2 separate regions of the Rattus norvegicus genome follow, and region 2 is linked to region 1. The links are chromatin contacts, called in public Hi-C maps. All regions are on one chromosome and are shown on one strand. Each heading gives the region's core, a stretch centred on a gene start, on an enhancer-like site or on the middle of the called end of the contact. The rest is flanking DNA. Distances are from core to core; before and after follow the strand shown.

Region 1 (6,870 bases), core at 1,561-4,060:
TGATTGTCTAGGAATGCGGTCTTCAAGAATTGCTCAGGAAAGCCCAAGATGAACCTAATGGGTAGTCTGATCAGCACTGGAAGAATGTCTTCTTTTAATAAACAGTGCCTACAGATCTGGTGCAGCTAGCGGAGGAGATAAGGTCCAAGGCCAGTCTGCAGAAAGGCTCATTTAAGGGAGAGGGAAGGGAAAGGGGGAGGTGGAGGGAGAGAGGGAAGGGACAGAGAGGGAGGGGGAGGGAGACACACATGGGGTTGGGGGGGAGAGAGAGAGAGAGAGAGAGAGAGAGAGAGAGAGATATTCAGCAAAAAGCAATTCTTCTCACTTCCTGGAAAAGTATAAAAGAAGAGGTTCCCATGGGGAGACAATGTAATTTGGGGCCAGTATGTTAAAAGGACTGCTGTCTTTTAATATTAAAGAGTTCAATGGACAGTGGTGGAAAGTTAGTCTCCCTTGTGCTGAGCAGTGAATTCACTAGTACAAAACAGCTCACTCTACAGGACTGTTCACATCATGTAAAAATCAGCGTATGTTTTGTATAACTTCTAGTGGGCTAAGAAAAGGATAATTTCTAGATCTTTTCCCCCTTCTGACGAGGTCTCACTCTGTAGCCTGGGCTAAGCTTGAACTCACCGCAATCCCCCTGCTTGCCTCAGTCTTCCAAGTGCTGGGTTTGCAGATGTAAGCCGTTGCACTTGGCTGGCTTTCTTCCCTTTTGTATGTTATTTATAAAAACGTCCCGCCACATCTTTTACACTTCCTCTTTCGAATCACATATTTTCTAGCCCAGGCTCCTTTTATACCTTTGCCCATCGGAAAACAAAGCTCTCCCCAGTCTCCATGTTCATTCAGCTCCTAAACTTCTCTGTGTGTCTTTTCATTTGATTTGGTGGTCGCTTCTTTCTCTCTCTGAACCCTGTTAGCTGAGTTCGTTCCCTGTTGCAAGCAGATGTACGTCTGAACTTTAATCATAGCTCCATTCTCTAAAGGAGTCGCCGGCTGCTGTGTGCGTTTATTAGCATGGACTTTGGCCCAGATGTACGTCACTAAAGTAATAATTTAAATAATGCTTAAAAGATCAACCACACCTTGAATAAAATTGTGTAACCTGTAAATCATTTATAAGTGGTATGCTAATTTTATTTTATGTTCTAAAACCAAGAAGGCCACACCCTTCTGAAACAGGAGTGCTAGCTAGGCCCTTTGGCATTCTTGTCCCCTGTTGCTCTGTGCTCCAAACAGATGTCTGAGTCTCATTCCAGATAATACACAAAGCCATCTATTTGACTAATTCTTCAGCTTGTTAAAGTTGTACTATGTGCCCTCTAAGTAGTTTAGAAGCTCCAAAGTGCCTCACGGAAAACACACATAAGAGTAGAAAACTCACTTCCAAGAGGCTAGCTGTTTAGAATTCATGAAGGTGCAAAGTTACCAATTTGCATGTTTGGTAGGAGGTAGAGATCTGAGAAAACAGAAAGTAAAACAAACAAACGAACGAACAAACAAACCAAAACCAAAACCACCTAGGGACTTTTCCTACCTCCTTACTGATACTCCACTCCGTGTGAAAGTTAGTTCTGCCTAAGGCATCTAGTTGGTTTGGTTTTTGCTCTGCCTTAGGAGAGGTGTCAGCTTAATAACAACGTTAATTATAATAGACAATAAATGATAATTTATGGGCGATCAAGAACCAAGCGGCTGTGGGAGCCTTCATTAAAACCGAAAGCAAACAGTACAACCATAATCTCTAGAAGCACGCTATTATACCTACTAGATATTTATATACCCTCGTCAATCTGCAGTTTTTATAGAAAAGTCCCTCCTTTGAACTTTTTTTATGGAAAAAAATGTCAAGGTCCACAAATGCATTAACAATTCTGTAACTCAGTCTCTACCACCCACGGCTTAACTTCAACAATTCAGCTGTGTAACCAAGTAGTTGAGCCTAGCTTCTTTTTTTTCTTTCCTGAGTCAAGAGTTTTTTGTTTTTTTAAAACAAATATCTCGGTAGGCATTTCAAGAAATGTTGTAGATTGACTGCTTATTGCATCGGTGGTACAACTAAGAAGCTGAGGACGCCCTTCTGCACTCGTGGAAACGCTGTTACAGAGTTATGTGACCCCAGATTTTCGGGGGTGTGACCAGAAGCGACAGTCTTGGGCCTCGCCTACACTTAGCTAGAGCCGATAGGCAACTGTGGACCCCGGCACGTAACCAAGCTCCACAAATGCCACCCACCCAAGCATGCGCAATCTAGACCCCGGAGTTGCTAAGGCCCCCGAAGAAGATAAGAGACTCAGGATATAATGAGAGCCAATCAGAGGACGCAACAGCCAATCGGCCAGCCAATCCAGATTCGAGATTAAATCAAGTCCTCAGCAGTCGGCTTGCCCCACCCCTATCCAATCAGGGAGCAGGCTACTTTGGGCGGACTTTTTAAAACAGCGAAAACAAAACAAATCGGGGACCTTTAAACGGTGTGAGGCGTCTAGAGAAGGTCTCCTTCCGCTCTCCGACCAGCTCTCTCATCTTTGCTCCCTTCCGGCTTCATCCTGAAATGAGGCTGAAATCTAGATTCCATTCCTCACCCTAGATCCTGGCTCGGCAAAGCCAAGAGGAAGAGAAAGGACTAGGAGAGTCTGGGTAATGAGGCTTGGAGCAGGGATTCTTTTTTTTCAGATCCACTGAATGAGGGAGAGAGGATCCCTCCGCGCGGAGTCACGCGCCCCGCCCCTTGGGGGCGTCGCAGACTCAAAACAAAAACAAGGGGTTTGCTCGGCTCGGGAGTCTGCGGCGGAGCGGGGAGGAGGTGGAGGTGCAGGGCGGGCGCAGCGCCCGGCTGAGGAGCAGCATGAAGCCCGGGCTGTGAGACCCGGCGGCGGCGGGGAAGTCGGATGCGGGTGTCGGGGCGCCGCTGAGCAGGCTGTCCCCTACCTCGGAGGAGGGTCCGGACGCCCCCGCCGCGCCGGTCCGCGACGCCGGGGCCGACACGGTGAGTGGGCCTCCCGGGTGGCTCCGGGTTTGGATTGCAGTCTGCTAGGACGGTAGAGTCCCCCAGTCGCATCCGAGGGACTGACAGGGGCTCCGGGATGTTGTGAGGCCACACGGGGGTTGACAGCCCGGGGACTCAGCACCGTTACTGAACCGAAGTATTAGGTTCCTGCTCGGCGCGGGCAGACTGGACTCCCCTTGTCCTCCCAGCACCTCCCAAGCTGGTGGGCCGCTCTGTCTCCACTTGCGGGGCTCCTTTAAGCTGCAGAAGCGTAGGGGACAGCTTGGAGGTGGGCTCCGGGACGGGTCCCGGGGCGGGGCTCCGAAGCCTCCTCCTTCCAGTTCTTTGTTCAGTCTCGAGACTCCCCCTCCCTTCTCTCCTATTGTGCAACGCCCCGCCCCAGAACCCGCTTCGGTGGCTTCAATCTTCCGGTCCCCCCGCTTTTCTCTAGGGCCTAGAGTGCAGGCAGAAGTCCCTGCTGTGCTATCCAGGTGATACGGACAGTAGGAGACATTACGCTCCTTGGACAGTTTTCCTGTTTGTCAAACGCCATCGGCCAGAGGGCTGGTCAGAACTAGCCCTGGCCAGCGGAGGTGACCGAGATCCTTCCCCCATGCCACGCCTCCTTGTCTTTAGGGGAGGATTCCCCAGAGGCTGGTCGACGTGACGGATCCCCTCACCCGGTTCTGGCTTGTGTGAGCTGGGGCGCCCCTAGCTGAGGGATCGCGGCCAAGTCTTTTTTCTCACACCCCCTTCATATCCTGAATATATTCTTAACCGGCCGCGGTGTATTTGCTGCAGATGAAGGATTTGGGGGCCGAGCACTTGGCAGGTGGCGAAGGGGTTCAGCTTTTCGGATTGTTGAACTTCTACCTGGAACAAGAACAGAGATACCAACCTCGAGAAAAAGGGCTGACCTTGATGGAGGCTACCCCAGAGGTAAATTTGAGAAGTGATAGGACTTGGGAATATTTTGTTTTTCCTCGGTTGAAAGCAGTACCAAAGGCCACAAAGTTAAATCCAAAATTGGCCTCCCCGGACTAAGAAAAACCTGAAACTGGGCAGGGTTATGCTTTTGTTTTCAGTGAATGTGGAAGTTATACCAAATGTACTGTTAGAGGCGTTTCTTCTGGTGGTGGGAAGTTCCTAGGGAATATTTATAATAGGATCTTAAATTATTTTAGAAAACAGAAACCTCATCAAAGAACTACTGTAACTGCCTGGAATGAACTGCCAAAGTTCTTCTGTAGTGGATACATTTTAGAAGCAGTGATGTATCTTTTATATCTGAACGTATACTGATAGCTTTAGCTTTAGGAGGTCACAGCATACACGGCAGTGGTGAAAACTGAAGGGAGAGTAGTTTTTGAAACTTCTCTATTCCATTCTAAGAAAATAAGCTTTGATTCTTGGTTTTTAATTTCAGAATGATAACACTTTGTGTTCAAGACTGAGAAATGCCAAAGTTGAAGATTTAAGAAGTTTAACTAACTTTTTTGGATCTGGCACTGAAACTTTTGTTCTGGCTGTCAATATTTTGGATAGATTCTTGGCCCTGATGAAGGTATTTAATCGGTTTTTATAAAATCTACATTGTATTTTATATCTTTATTTTATTTTGTTTTTTTTTTTTTCCCTGAGACATGTTTTCTCTGTGTAGCTCTGATCTTAAACCTCATCCCCCTTACCCCAAGTGCTAGGTCAACAGTGTGCGCTTCCACTTCTGACAGATCCACACGTTTCCAATGTCCAGTGCCCAACACGGTCTCTAACACATACAGGGCTCAGTAATATTTGTCAAATGAATGTAATAAAACCTCTTATTCGGGGCTGGGGATTTAGCTCAGTGGTAGAGCGCTTACCTAGGAAGCGCAAGGCCCTGGGTTCGGTCCCCAGCTCCCGGAAAAAAGAACCAAAAAAAAAAAAAACAAAACAAAAAAAAAACCCTCTTATTCATAAACTGAAAGTAATCAGAATTGTGATCATTCATACTAGGGAGACTGAAAAATTGTATTTCTGGATTTTAAATAAGGTTTTTCCATACCTCTTAAATACGTTCTCTTGGAAGACGTTACAAAGGGAGACCGCTACACCTTAAGCCCTCAGCATAGGTGTTTACAGGGGCTCGGGGAGGAGGGAGGTGAGAAGAATTAATTAAAATTCACTTTGTGAAAAATACCATAATATCTTTTATAGGCTCATTTATAAAAGTGCCCAAACTGGCATAAAAGAAGCTAGACCTTTTATAGCAATAAAACTGTAGGGTGTGTGTGTGTGTGTTACATTTTCATTTTTTACTCTGTGTATGTGGCGTGTGTGTGTATGTGTTACGTTTTCATTTTTTATCATGTTCCCCTTGGAGCCTGCATGGTTTTAACACTGAATCAAGACAAATGAAGTATAAAATTATGCTAAAGGTGGCCTGCTCCCTTCTCTGTAAGGCCTTCACAGCAGGCAGCCGAGGTCTTATTAATAGTCAGCAGCAACTGTTAAAAAAAAAAAAAAAAGAAATTCTCTGGCCAATAGGATCACTGTTAGCTGCTGGGTCACTTTTTAGGGCCCTGAAAAGAAAAGGGCAGCCATCTGTCCACAGCAGACCTCCATATGTCCTCTGCCCTGAGCAGTCAATGGGGTGCTTCTGCTGGGCAAGATTACATCATGTAGTGGTAGAGTTTTGTACAAAAAGACAAGATGCAGCATAGTTTTCCTTCATCCAAGCAGGAGAGTGTGTATGAGTGTGTTCATGAGTGTGTGTGTGTTCAGAGGGTTATTTTGAGGGTAGATGTACTGTTCTCAGTTTTCCTAAGTCTGAAATACAAACTGTAATTCGGTGCCAGAAAGCAAGCTTTTGAACCAGCTTTGGGATTTTGTTTAACCTGCATTTAAATTTAACAAATGCTTCCATAGCCATTTTTCTAGTTAAAGAGAGGTTACAGGGGTCTAAAATGTAAAAATAACTGTGGGTAAAGGCGAGTGCATCTAAGAGAAGCAACGTGACGACGTGATTTCTGAGCGTCCAAGTGCTGACTGACCCTTGTGTTCTGCTTCCCAGGTGAAGCCCAAACACCTGTCCTGCATTGGAGTCTGCTGCTTTTTGCTGGCAGCCAGACTGGCGGAGGAAGAATGCGACATCCCCCCGACGCACGACGTGATCCGGATCAGTCAGTGTAAATGCACAGCGTCTGACATCAAACGAATGGAGAAAATCATCTCAGAGAAACTGCACTATGAGCTGGAAGCCACCACTGCCTTAAACTTTTTGCACTTGTACCACGCAATTGTATTTTGTCATAGTCCAGAGAGGTGAGCGGGGCTCAGCGGGGCATCCCTGGCCTTCGGTGTGGCTGCCACCGAGGAAGGAAATTAGATTGCCGAGACAAAGTGCTGTGTTCACTCTGTCCAAACTTTCAACTTGGACGTGAGCCCCTAGGGATGAGGTAGCCTTCTGAAGGGCTAATACATCTTCTCTCTCTCGTTGTACAGGAAGGAAGTTCTGAGCCTCGATAAACTGGAAGCTCAGCTGAAAGCTTGCAACTGCCGGCTTGTCTTTTCAAAAGCAAAAGTGAGTCTGTTTCTTGTTTAACTATGTCTTATCGATCCTAGTTTGATTTTCTCCCTAATGTTTGTTTACTTTTTTTTTTTTTTTTGTAGCCATCTGTATTAGCTCTGTGCCTTCTCAATTTGGAAATAGAAACAATAAAATCCGTTGAACTGCTGGAAATTCTCCTGCTTGTTAAAAAACATTTGAAGGTAAATACCTTTAGGCCTTGCTTATTAAAGCAAGCTTTTTTTTGTTTTTGTTTTTGTTGTTTTTTTTTTTTTTTCTGGTGTTTCCTTTTTTCTTCTTGCGGTATCTTAATTACTTTATACAATCCTTT
Region 2 (6,870 bases), core at 1,154-3,653, 270 kb before region 1:
TTATTAATGCAACAAAGACAACGAGATGCTGGAGAATCTAGGTACTGAGTATATATGTTTTTATAGAACACTTGGTTACTATTGTCGTGTTTGTGGCATGTTATATGTTGCCTAGTATGTTGTGGGGACCTCAGTAACGGTGAACGGCCTCCACTTCTATACAGAAAGTGGAAAAACAAATACTGGGACCAATTAACGGCCAACCTCAGAGGATGATGTCAACTTGGCAATGGAGTCTATTTTCTCTCCCTTCTTCCTTCTTAGTTGAATTCCATATTTTTTTTAAGGTTTATTTTATGTGTATAAATGGTTTGCCTGCATGTGTGCTTGTGCACTCTGTGCATACCTGATTCCCACAAAGGCCAGAAGAGGGCGCCAGATCCTCTGGAGTTAGGAACAGTTGCCAGCTGCCATGTGGGGGCCATTCTTATTCAAACCACCACAAGGTGACTCTAGTTTGCGTCAAGTTGACAAAAACTAACCGGCACACTTACCTCTTGATTCCTGTCTGTGGATGGCCTGGACCTGCGCCCTCTGACTAAATCCTCGAAGCCAACCGAAGTGACCGATGTAGCATTGGCAAACTACGGTGGTGCTCTAGTCTCAACGCCTACCCCAAGCCATTTGACAGCAGGTCCCCTCCCACAGCCTACAGCCAATCCTCGAAGGTTTTGAACCCTTCCAACCTGTTTGCCCACGCCCAGGAGTCGAGAGCTGAAAGAGCAAATGGACCTCGAAGCTTTCAACATTGTTGCTCTCTTGAGCCTTCCCTCTTTTTTTTTTTTTTATTTCTCAAGCCCAGTCCTATAAATGTGAGAGGAAAGGAGGGGAACTGGACTGGCAGCTGAGAGAATCAAGTCTACTTATACCACAGAGAGCAAGGTTTACGGAAAACTACAGGAGATTCCGGTGTTTTCGGAGCCCCGGTTTGGAGACTCCGCCCTCACGCCTCACTGCCTGCCTACAATCTGAGCAAAGCTGAAAGAAGACATAGGGAGGAGACAAAAATAGCCCTGGCAAGGGGGCAGCCATGGGTCCAGGAAGCAAGAGGGATGACTAACTAAGCCCTAAGATGTTTCTTACATCCCCCTCCTTCTCCCTTCGTGTCTCTGCTTCCCACCTCACTACCATGGCTGGGATCAAAACACGTTAACAACAGTTGGCAAGGGGCTGGTGAGAAGGCTCAGTGGTAAAGGCACTTGCTGACCAAGCCTTTCAACTTGAGTTCGATCCCAAGACCCACAGGGGAGGGTGGGAACTGACCCTGAAAGGTCGTCTGTTGTTTGACCTCCACACATGAGCTGTGGCATATACACATACATGTAAATAAATAAATAAATAAATAAATAAATAAATAATAAGGAATAATTTTAAAATTGGCAAGAGCTGGGTGTGGTGATAGGTGGCTGTAATCTCAAGTTTTGGGGGACGGGGGGGGGGTGAGGTAAAAGGATTGCCAGAGGGTTGTGGCCAGCCTGGGCTACAAAGTGAGAACGAGACCAGCCAGGGCTATATAGCAAGGAGGACCTGCCTTGGAAAAACATTTTTAAAAATCAAAAGTAGGCCAGATGTGGTGATGCACGACTTTAAACCCAGGAGGCAAAGCCAGGCATGTTTCTGAGTTCGAGGCTAGGCAGGGCTACGTAGAGAAACCCTAAAAATAAAAAATAAAAAATAAAAAAGTTGGTTGGGTAAGAATAGAGTCCATCCCGAGCCACTAAACTTCATTGTTTCCTGTCTTTGGTACTTAGTAAAACCTTAGAAGTCCACACTGCATCTACATTTACATGTGGATTCCTTCAGGCCTAAAACAGCAAAAGAATTCAGCTTGTTACATAAACTCAAACTGTGGCCCAGCGCTCTGCTCTCTCCTTTACGAGGAACACGTTTAGGTGTTAGAAAGATGTCTAGGAAAACAAATTCAAGCAAAGCAATTAGGTAGCGCAAGTCAAAAAATAGTTTAGAAAGGCCATCGATAATTAGATCTACAATCTGTGACAAAAATCACTTTCTTTTTGGATTTCTGTGAAATGCATTTCTGAGGTACTGTGGTTGCTCATGCTGATTCGGCTACAAAAGCCCCTCCCCCTCCAGCCCCCTCATCTCCCGCCTACCCTCTGGGATACTTCACATTCAGAGGAAATCACCGTGATTGCATATTGTGTAGCTCTCCAGTCCTCAGCTGTGAAGCCCCTCTTGGGTCACAGTGATGCTGGTCATTTAACCTGCCCAAAGGGATGGGCTCATCCGGCTAGCCAGCCTCCCAGCGGGTGACTTCACAGGGCTGTTACTCAACAGCCTCTGGGCTTAGGCATCCTCTCACTGTCTTACAGTTGGTCCTGGAGAAGACCCAAGGCCAGGCGGTCTGGAGAGCCATTTCAAGCATTCAGCTGAACCTGCACTTTGCACAAAGGCCGCTCGCTCTCTCTCGAGGATCCTGCAACTCTGCAGTGCCCTGGGCTCCTTGGGAGGGAGGAGGAATTCAGTCAGCAGTTCTTCCTGGCCTTGCTTCTTGGGTCAGTGAACCTAGTGGGAAACGCTGGATTCTTCCTTGTCCCCTTGTAATGACAGAGCAAGCTACGTAGTGGGAAGGCGGCTTCGGGCTTTACGAGGGTTTCCGGATGGGAGCTGCCTACAGGGGCTGGGGGAAGGAATGGGGCAGATACACATCGTGGGTTTCCGTATTTCCCTGAAGAGACAGACATCTGTTACCAATCTCTCACTGGTCCTGCTGTGCTTCTAAGACGCAGAAGGCATCTTGGAATCAGCTCTTCAGATTTAAATTTTTAACCATCAAGAACCTGGCTTTCTCTGCCTTGATTTTCTGACCCCCAGCTCCCAAAGTGAGTTATTTAAATCAAAGTCCTGATTTCCTTCTGTGGCCCTAAGAGAATGTGCCTCCTCCTTTTCTCGTGTGCCGGGCTTCAGGGGTGTCCACCCGTGTCTGCTTTAATATTTTTCTGGCTCAGTTCCTCCAACCATCTGGCTGCCTCTCCAACCATCTGACCCCATGTGTTCCCATCTGACACTGCTTCCCTGGGCTCCATACGGAGCTGCCCCTGTAAGTGCCTTACTGAGGAAAGTTGGGAGAGAAGCCTGTGTGGAGCCCACCCCCACCAGAGGCTTTCCAAGGCTAAGTCATTCAAGTCACTGCCCTTTACTGAAGCTTCTGAAATGATTTTTTTTTTAAAGTTGAAAAATGTGGATATCTCAGTCAGTAAAGTGCTTGCCTCGCAAACATAAGGACCCTAGTTAAAGCCTCCGAGCCTACATTTTAAAAGCCCGTGTAGTCCAGATGCTGGGGAGACAGAAGCAGGAGCATCCCCAGGGCTCTCTGGTCATCCAGCCCAGCCTAATTGATGAGCTCCATGCTAAAGAGGCACCGTGTCTCAAAGGACATGGATGGTATTCGTGAGGAGGACTCCTGAACACAATGCATGTATGCATGAAACCCCGCCCACAAATACACAACACGCAGATAAATATTAATAATTCTTAAAAGTTGAAAAATGCTCTGTTATGATTGAAAGGCAAAAGGCCTCCACAGGGCCGTGTGTTTGAATGCTTGGTTTCCGGCTCATGGCGCTCGGTTGGGAGGTTGTGGAACCTTTAGGAGGTGGGGCTTAGCTACAGGAAGTGGATTACGAGGGGCGGGCCCTCGTGGTTCTATGCCCGTGCTATGTCCAGAACTTCTTGCTTCCTGGACTACACAGTCATCGGCTCCTCCATGCATGACTTTCCCTACTACCATGGCTACACCCTTTCAAACTGTGAACCCAAGTCTCCCTCCTTTAAGTTGTTTCTGTATGGTGTTTTGTTACAGAGATAAGAAAAACAGCATGCCCCCCCCCCCCCAAATCACACAGATTGTAGAACAGTGAAAAGTTTACACCAGGCCTATTCTTTCTTTTTTTTTGGAGCTGGGGACCGAACCCAGGGCCTTGTGCTTGTAGGCAAGCGCTCTACCAGTGAGCTAAATCCCCAACCCGGGCCTATTCTTTCTCAACACACATTAGCAATGGAAGCGGACTGTTGGCCAGAGACGCTGTCCAAAGTCTAACTGCGATCCTTGTCTGTCTACTGCCCCTTGAAGAACCTCACATCTTAAAGAACATCTTGTTTCTTACCTGGCCCTCAACCAGATGCTTGCAAAACTGAGCAGTGAGATAGAATGATGGATCAGCTGGTGTCAGCCCCTTCCTATGCTCAAAAAATGGGTTCACACCTGTTGCTGTAAAATTATAAAAAATGGCTTTCTTTTACCCCACACTAGATCCAGAACTGCAGTGCCCCAAGATATCTGGTAGATATCTTCATCTCAGTCAGCAAAGCATCTCACCCACTCTGCTCCATCCCATATCACACTGCCGATGGCTTCTCTCTGAGCCTGGCAGCAATCTCTCTACCTATCTAGTTCCCAAGGCAGGTTGCCACCATGCCAGACATATACATCCCAATTCCATGGTGGCTTAGTGTCTCCAGCTGCCACACACTCTCTTAAACTTAAATCGTCACGTGAAAGAACACACAACACAGTAACCTCTGATCCAATTGATAAGATACAATTGCCCACCTAAACATACAAATCCCTATACACATCCATCCCTTAAGAATATTCATAACAACCTGTAAATGTGCAGAGAGGAATCTTAACATCCGCCTCCATGTTCTCTCAGCGGCTTCACCTCCAGTCCCCTTCCATTCCCGTCTCCTCCTCTTCCCTCAGACTTTTCTCCCGCCCATCCTTCCTTCTCGTCCAATGACAGGCCTCGTTCTATCCTGTACCTGCCTTCACCTGTGTGACATCCTACACAACCCCATTCCCTGTTCTGAGAGGTCTCACTACATAACCCAGGTTGGTAGTGAACCACAGTCTTCCTGTCCTGTAGGAGCTGGGACCTCAAGTAAGTGCTTCCATCCCTACCTGAGACCCCCAAGTTCTCAAAGAGGACCTGGACCACAGCCTTTGCCGGGTCCCTGATGAGGACATGGGCTTGTTTCACTCTTACACCCATGACTGGTTTTCCAACCTCCACAACAATGTTCGACAAATTTTTAAGTTAATAAAAATGCTGTAATGTTTGTATCCTTTGAAAACAATGAGTAGACCATTGGTGACTATGGGGGAGGGACTATGGGTAATCCAGAATCACTCTGCCAATCTTTCTACTGCTGGATTTGTTTGCACTTCTATAATTAGAAAACGAAACACAAATGAACTGTTCTTGGATCTATATTTACTTTCAATAGTAGGATGGAGAATAAAATGTTCTAAATTCTTCTTTAGAGGTTAAGAAAACAACCATTTACCCTCTTCTATTTCCTGTCTTCTAGAAAAACTCTCACTTTGTGTGCATGTTCGACTGTTGGTTTTTTTGTTTGTTTTTTTGTTTTTTTTTTAGTCAAATGAGACCAATATGACCACTAAAATTATTGGGTTTGCACTGAAAATATTGCTTTGAACCCGTTGGCATCACCGGGAAAAAGAGACCGTTTGTAATTGAGACTATCAATGCCTCACTGACGCCGTAGAAAACAAGATGTGAGAATGAGCTGTGGACTTCCTGTTGAGTTTAGAGTTAGCCCTAACACTGACAGAACCAAGAAAGGCTCAGAAAAGCAGCATCCTGCCCTGGGGGAGAGGCAGCAAGGCAGGCTCTCAGAGGGTGCAGCTCCTGAGGATCCCAGAAAAATAAGAGGAATTTCACTAGGGTGTAGGCTGGGAGGAGGTAGAGATATCAAGAAGGAACTCGTGATCTCAGATCCCTGTGTGTAAAGCCGTGTGTCCAGGTATGTATGTGGCATGTACACCTCTGGGGACGGGGACACTGGGAAGAGGCGAAGGAACAATTGTAAGAAAGGATCTTGTAAGCTGAGTGCTATGGTCTGAATGGTCAAGAGGTGAGGCCTTGGGGTTGGGGATTTAGCTCAGTTGTAGAGCGCTTGCCTTGCAAGCGCAAGGCCCTGGGTTCGGTCCCCAGCTCAAAAAAAAAAAAAAAAAAAAAAAAAAAAAGAGGTGAGGCCTTTTGGCAAGTGAGGCTCCACCCTTCTGAATGGGATTATAATGCTGTAATGGGAGACTCAAGGGAGTATGGTACTCCTACCAACCCAAGATGGCGTCTGTGAGGCAGCGTGAACCCCATCAGATACCAAATCAGTTGGCATTTTGACCCTGGACTTCCCAGTCTCCCCAGAACCGAAAGCAGTCAATGTCTGTGGTTAGAAAGTGCCCCAGTCCAGGGCACCTTGTATAGGAGCATGAGCCATCAGAGATAGCATGCTAAGGGCTAACGCTTCACCTTTGGGGAAATGAGGCTGGGCTGGTACCAGGCATCTGTGTTCAGTGGGTTCTTTATGATTGCCATGCAGACAATTCAGAAATCTCTCTGTCATTGCACTCGGCATGTAAGAAGAAAACAGACCTGAGTTCCTGACTCAACTCCGATTTGTACTAAGTGAGTAACTTTGGGCAGGTCACATGATAGGCCTTAGTTCCCTTACGTGAGATTTAGATAAAGTGCCACAAGGCGTGTTTTTATAGAATTCCAGGTATGGTATGAGACGTGAAGTGTGGCCGACACATGGAAAAAAATGAACCCACCTCAACGTGCAACAGATGTGAGCTACAAAGACTAATCCTCATACAGTTGTGCAGACCATGCGCTGAGCTACAGTATTGCTGCTGTAAAATTATTAAAAATGCTGTCTATTATCCTGCACTACATCCGGCACCGCAGTGCCCCAAGACATCTGGTGGATATCTTCATCTCAGTCAGTAAAGCTTCTCACCCGCTTTGCTCCATCCCATATCACACTGCTGATGGCTACTCTCTGAGCCTGGCAACAATCTCTCTATCCATCCAGTTCCCA

What was found. A called contact is a pair of places that touch in the nucleus more often than the background predicts.
Region 2: a contact with region 1 is called in a Hi-C map of liver, with 4 times the contacts expected there. The contact joins the enhancer-like site here to the promoter of Ccng2 in region 1. A contact is called at or near these places in 2 of 12 Hi-C or Micro-C datasets (liver and mammary epithelial cells).

The regions. Positions count from the first base shown.
Region 1 is chr14:15,093,130-15,099,999 of GRCr8, reverse strand. It overlaps Ccng2 (cyclin G2), which reads left to right and starts at 2,810. Exons shown (of 8, transcript NM_001105725.2): 1 at 2,810-2,992; 2 at 3,794-3,931; 3 at 4,419-4,556; 4 at 6,045-6,295; 5 at 6,476-6,554; 6 at 6,644-6,742. The coding sequence starts at 3,794.
Region 2 is chr14:15,359,559-15,366,428 of GRCr8, reverse strand. No RefSeq gene overlaps it. Among named protein-coding and RNA genes, the nearest start is that of Sowahb, 49 kb to the right of the region's middle. Within about 2 kb of position 2,403, at least 14 of the 93 cell types and tissues checked have an H3K27ac peak or open chromatin away from gene starts, as enhancers often do. A contact at or near this core is called in liver, where this site is marked.